Linked DNA regions of Oryctolagus cuniculus: region 2 is linked to region 1. The links are chromatin contacts, called in public Micro-C maps. All regions are on one chromosome and are shown on one strand. Each heading gives the region's core, a stretch centred on a gene start, on an enhancer-like site or on the middle of the called end of the contact. The rest is flanking DNA. Distances are from core to core; before and after follow the strand shown. Region 1 holds the start of RAD1 (RAD1 checkpoint DNA exonuclease). Region 2 overlaps AGXT2 (alanine--glyoxylate aminotransferase 2).

The links. Hi-C and Micro-C count contacts between places; a contact is called where the count stands out from the background.
Region 2: a Micro-C map of ear pinna shows a contact between it and region 1, with 4 times the contacts expected there. The contact joins the enhancer-like site here to the promoter of RAD1 in region 1. A contact is called at or near these places in 4 of 6 Hi-C or Micro-C datasets (ear pinna, embryonic fibroblasts, skin fibroblasts and 1 more).

The regions. Positions count from the first base shown.
Region 1 is chr14:60,576,423-60,578,972 of mOryCun1.1, forward strand. RAD1 (RAD1 checkpoint DNA exonuclease) reads right to left here and starts at 1,275. Exons shown (of 5, transcript XM_002714103.5): 1 at 1,078-1,275. The coding sequence starts at 1,275. BRIX1 (biogenesis of ribosomes BRX1) reads left to right here and starts at 2,024. Exons shown (of 10, transcript XM_002714131.5): 1 at 2,024-2,218. The coding sequence starts at 2,060.
Region 2 is chr14:60,673,711-60,676,260 of mOryCun1.1, forward strand. It overlaps AGXT2 (alanine--glyoxylate aminotransferase 2), which reads right to left. Exons shown (of 14, transcript XM_008262107.4): 13 at 1,691-1,789. Among named protein-coding and RNA genes, the nearest start is that of AGXT2, 40 kb to the right of the region's middle. Within about 2 kb of position 1,266, at least 1 of the 8 cell types and tissues checked has an H3K27ac peak or open chromatin away from gene starts, as enhancers often do. A contact at or near this core is called in ear pinna, where this site is marked.

The DNA.
Region 1 (2,550 bases), core at 25-2,524:
TTCCCAGGCCATTAGTAGGGAGCTGGATCAGAAGTGGAGCGGCCTGGCCGTGAAACAACACAGATATGGGGCGCCAGGATCTCCATACCACAAAGCCGCCCCTCTCTCCGTTCTTGCATGTAAAACTGTCCTTTTTTGTGCCCATCAGTATGGCTAAGGTCATTTGGAAAACAATCTAACAATGCATTGTGTGATACTAGTTTTCAGTTTCTTTGAGAAGAATCAAGTCTTATTTATTCTTCCATGCCTGGGGTCATAACTGTGAACTCGGGTGTTTCAAAACAAAACAAAACAAAACTGAGGGGCTGGAGCTGTGGCGAAGTGGGTTAACGCCCTGGCCTGCAGCGCCGGCATCCCATATGGGCACCGGTTCGAGACCTGGCTGCTCCGCTTCTGATCCAGCTCTCTGCTATGGCCTGGGAAAGCAGTAGAAGATGGCCCAGGTCCTTGCACTCCTGCAGCTACGTGGGAGACCGGGAGTAAGCTCCTGGCTCCTGGCTTCGGATCGGCGCAGCTCCGGCCGTTGTGGCCATCTGGGGAGTGAACCAGTGGATGGAAGACACCCCCCCCCCCCCCCCCCGCCACCTCTCCTCTCTCTGTGTAACTCTGACTTTCAAATAAATAAATCTTAAAAAAAAAAATGAGCAGAATCCAAAATCTTTTCTGAACCATACAAATATTTCCGTGTAAGACTCTATTACAGCCAAAAGAAGGAAAAGCATTTTTCTAAAAGGGAAATAGCTACTAAAGAGCATATAGTCTGGAAACAAACATTTGGGGTTCTTATCTCAACTGTTGGGACTGCTGGCAAATCGATTAACTGTTTGCACATACGTAAAACGGGAGCAACAGAAGGTGTGGGGCTACCGTGAGGATCAGATGAGCCGAACACCTAGAGGACTGGCTAGCCTAGGGTTTAGCTTTCTAAACGTCAATCATTATCATTATTCACCATTATCTCTGTTAAGATGGGGAAAGAATGTTTCCAGGAGAGAAGACACCTTAAACGCCATTCTGTTTTCAGACTTAACTTGTCTACTGAGACCTTTCTCGGGCTGGAAGGCGCCCGTTGCGTACCTGGATGAAAGCGTTGGCTTGCACACACTTCGCATTTTCCACTGTGACTCGGATTCCATTCTTAGTAGCGAAGCAGGTGGCGTGCTCGCGGAAGTGAATGGCTTTCAGGATCGTGGAGAGGTTCCTGACGTTGTCCAGGCTGGCCACTAGGCTGTACTGGACACTCTCGTCCTGGATCCGCTGGGTGAGCAGCGGCATCCTGCCTGGCACCTGGGGCCCACACCCGCTCCCGAGGATCTCAGAGCACCTGCCGGGGGTCGGAGATAACGTGGAAGGGGCCAGGCGAGGCGCCACTGTAACTGTGACCCTGCGGGGGATTCTTGTCTTCCCAGTGCGGACGGTAACACGGGGAAAGTAGCTTAGAACGAAAACACGCAACCCACAAAGGAGGTGCACTAGGGGGCCAGTCACGCCACTTATCCCCGGATCCGCTCGGGCCACCTCGCGCCACCAACCTGGCTTGCAACCCGACAGGCAACCGGGGTGGGGGCGCTCGGGTCCTATGAGTTTCTCCCAGAGTCCGAGACAACCAGTTCAGCTGCCCGCGGGACAGCACCCGCTTCCTAGGGCCGGGATCGCGAGCGCCGGAAATCCTACCCTTGTAGAGGGGGCCAGACACCCGAGAGCCCGGCCCAGCCTGGACACCGAGCAGGAGAGCTGCAGCTCCCGGAATACCACGGAGCGGGCGGCTCAGCTCCCGCCACTATCTTCAGACCAGCTCTCCGCTTCGGCCACCGTCACCACAGAGCTGGAGGAGGCCTAGAGAGTCGCACGGCGGCACCACCGAGATCGGAAGTAAGCGCCAGAGAGTCGCGGAAGAGCCATAGAGGAGAGCGAGCGGTATCATCGAGACCGGAAGTAAGCGCCAGAGAGCCACGGAGGGGCCATAGAGGAGCGCGTGCGGTACCATAGAGACCGGAAGTGGAGCGAGCGGTGGAGTGGGGGGAACCGGAAGAAAAGCCAGTAGTGGTGTCGAGGCAAGATGGCGGCCACCAAGAGGAAGCGGCGTGGAGGGTTGCCGGTGCAGGCGAAGAAGCCGAAAAAAGACGACAGAGATGCCGGGCCGCAGGCAAAGAGTGGCGTCACGACAGAAGAGGTGGAGGAAGAAAACAGAGACCGTATCCCCGGCCCCGTGTGCAAGGTAGAAGCGGTTACCGCTACGCCGGCGGCGGCGGCTCCACGCGCCTTCCCCGGGACTCCCTAAATCTCTCTTCCTTTCGGAGTAGCTGGGGTGTTGGGGGAACCCGTTCCCAGCAGTGCTCTTGGACGGTTTGTGCATGATGTGTGCACCTAACTCGTACGCGCCGCCGTCCTCGTTTAGGCGGTGGGCTTTGGAACCCTCCTTACCCGGCGTAGGGGAGAACTCAGCTCAGGTGTTTCCATAGGCTTTTCCTTGTTCTTTTCTACCTCTTTTGGAGGGTGTGTTTTTGCGAAGTTGTTTCGGTCTGTACTGCCGTGGTCGGCCAGTGTCAT
Region 2 (2,550 bases), core at 16-2,515, 97 kb after region 1:
AGCAGCCTTCCAAAAAGTCATGGAAAATGTGTATAATGAAAAAACTGTGTATGAATTTCAGAATTATCTTTGAATGCTTTTTCCATGATCTTTTGCAAGTACTCTCATCATAGTACTTATTTCATAGGTTTGTTGTAGCAGTATATGGACCAATATAGGCAAAGTGTTTCGAACTGCTTCCTAAACCCTCTCACTGTCCCGGGCCGTAGGCTGCAGCCACACTACTCTGTATGTGACCCTCTGCCCTCTATCATGAACCCGGGAATGCTCTGGTTATAGCATTGGTTAAGGCTGTGTTGAGCAGAAAGGCTGACCTTGGAATGCATTCTCTCTCCCGCAGCACCCATTTTTTCATTTATAGCTGAGTTCACACCATGACGTCACAGTTTTTGGTTTACGGGTCTTTGTTCCCCACCAGATCCGTGAAAGGAGGGACTGGATCTTATCTATCATGGGAGCTTCAGTTCCTGGCTCATCACTTGCTGCTTCATACCAAAGATATGTTCACCAAATAACGAAGGAATCGCTAGGCAAGTAGCTAGCTGCTTTCTCTCTCCGTATCTCGTATGTGTGGGGGATTTTATTCACTACGTTATGCTGCCTGATTTATACAGGAAAATATTCATGGATTTACACAGAGATCTTGCAGGACAGCTCCGAGAAGGAGGAAACAGTGAGACGATTTCAGGGTTCATGGAAATCGTGAGGCAGGAAGGTGCAGGAAACTGGGAAGCGGAAATGTTTCCAATGAGAAAGAAACACGAGTTCCAGTCCCGCTGCTCGCTGTGACTACAGACAAGGAAAAGGTGGCGTCTATTTATTTACAAGAGCTACTAGAAGGGATTTCCATGTTCTCACCATCGTGTCATGATCAGTGCTGCAGGAGCTACAAATGCTTTTTCAAGCGATTTGAACATTACACAGCGTACAATGTCAAAACATCTCACTGCACCCCATAAAACGTGCAATTACTGTGTGCTTAGGATGTTTTACAAATGGGAAGGATAATGGGGGGATGAGAAGTTACCCTCACACTTCCACCTCTGCCGGGGCGCCACCCCTGGTGAGGGGCCTGCTGGTGCCAAGGCTGTAGGGTCAGGTCAGGGCACGTCCCGCAACAGCACCTCACGCACAGCACAGAGCTCAGGGCCCTGGCCAAGAAGCGAAGCTCGGCTTTCCCTGGAAGTAGGCAGGCAGCAGCTCTGCCTCCGCATCTCCCGCCTTGAGTTCTGCCCTAGTGACCTGGCCCAGAGTGGTCCCCCAACTTCTTTGCAGGGGTCACCCGGGTGGGCTCAGGGCTGGTAGGTGGTTCCCTGCCGTAGGGGCGAAAAAGACTTCACACAGTCTCCAAGTGGGAGCCCAGAGCTAGTTAAGGACATCTAGCATTGCTTTAACAGTGGCTAGAATTAATCCATACACCAGACAATCTTATTTCTTGCTTGGCTGTTTAAGACCCTTATAACCCCTGCTGGAGCAACGCTGGTGTGTGGCGCTGCCTTTCTCTCACTGAGCAGAAAAAATCAAACCATTTACCACAGTGCCACCTCGTGGCCATAAGGCGTCACTGCTCCCTTCTTTAGAACACCTGAGTGTTAAGAGGTGCAGCCAGGTCCCCAGCACAGTGGGAAAAACCCCCATCAGCGTTGGGGCATCAGGGAGATGTGTATCTAAAGTCCAGCCTTTCTCTTACCTGTGAAAAAATGCCTCCTCTGCCAACGAGGAGCCCCATGTTTTTGCAGTCCTCATGGATTTGATTTATTTCTTCAATGGGAAGAGGCTGGCGGCTCATCTGTGAATACATTTTTGAAAATGTTTTCTATTTGGTGTTTGCATGGCTGCAGGCATTATTGCCGAGAGAGAAGAAAAGAAACCTCAAGCAATCAATACCCTTTTCTGTCCACCCCCTTCCCTACCCCCTAATTAAATAAAGCTGTTAACTGTAGGGCCAGATTTTTGGAGAGTATTATTAAAATGTGTGTCCTTAATCTCCATTTACCCCAAATGTCTAAAGACAAACTGGAGTGTCACATAGGCAGCCAATGAATCTTGGCTTTGCTAATGGCTACTTTGGGAGTTTGGTTCCGTATTAGTTGAATTTCCAGTCTGTTTTATTTATGTGCAAATTTTTTTCAACTCTTCACTTTGTTCAGCTTGTGTGAAAAGCTCATCTCAAAGTCCAGGAAGTGGCTCAGAACTTGCACAAGGGCACACATGGTCCAAGCTTTCCCAGGGCCACTGCATGTCTGGGCAATCATCACTGGGGTGTGGCCAGTTTGTCCCCATCTTCCCTGCTCCGGGAATTTTTTTTTTTTTGCTGTTTCTCTCCTAAGACTCTGCTCCCCAGGGTTAGGAGCCAAGAAGGAACATCCGATCCCCGAGCATCTGAGGCTGTCCCGAGTCTGGGGGTTCAGACACGCCACCACCCCTGCTGACACGGGGCTGTGACCTGTGCGCTCTCTGTGTTGTCTCTTGTCTTCTCAGCCTGTGAATACAAATGCCTCCCTCTGACTTAGCCCTTTCAAATTTGGCTGTGTCTGTGTTGGTTGGATG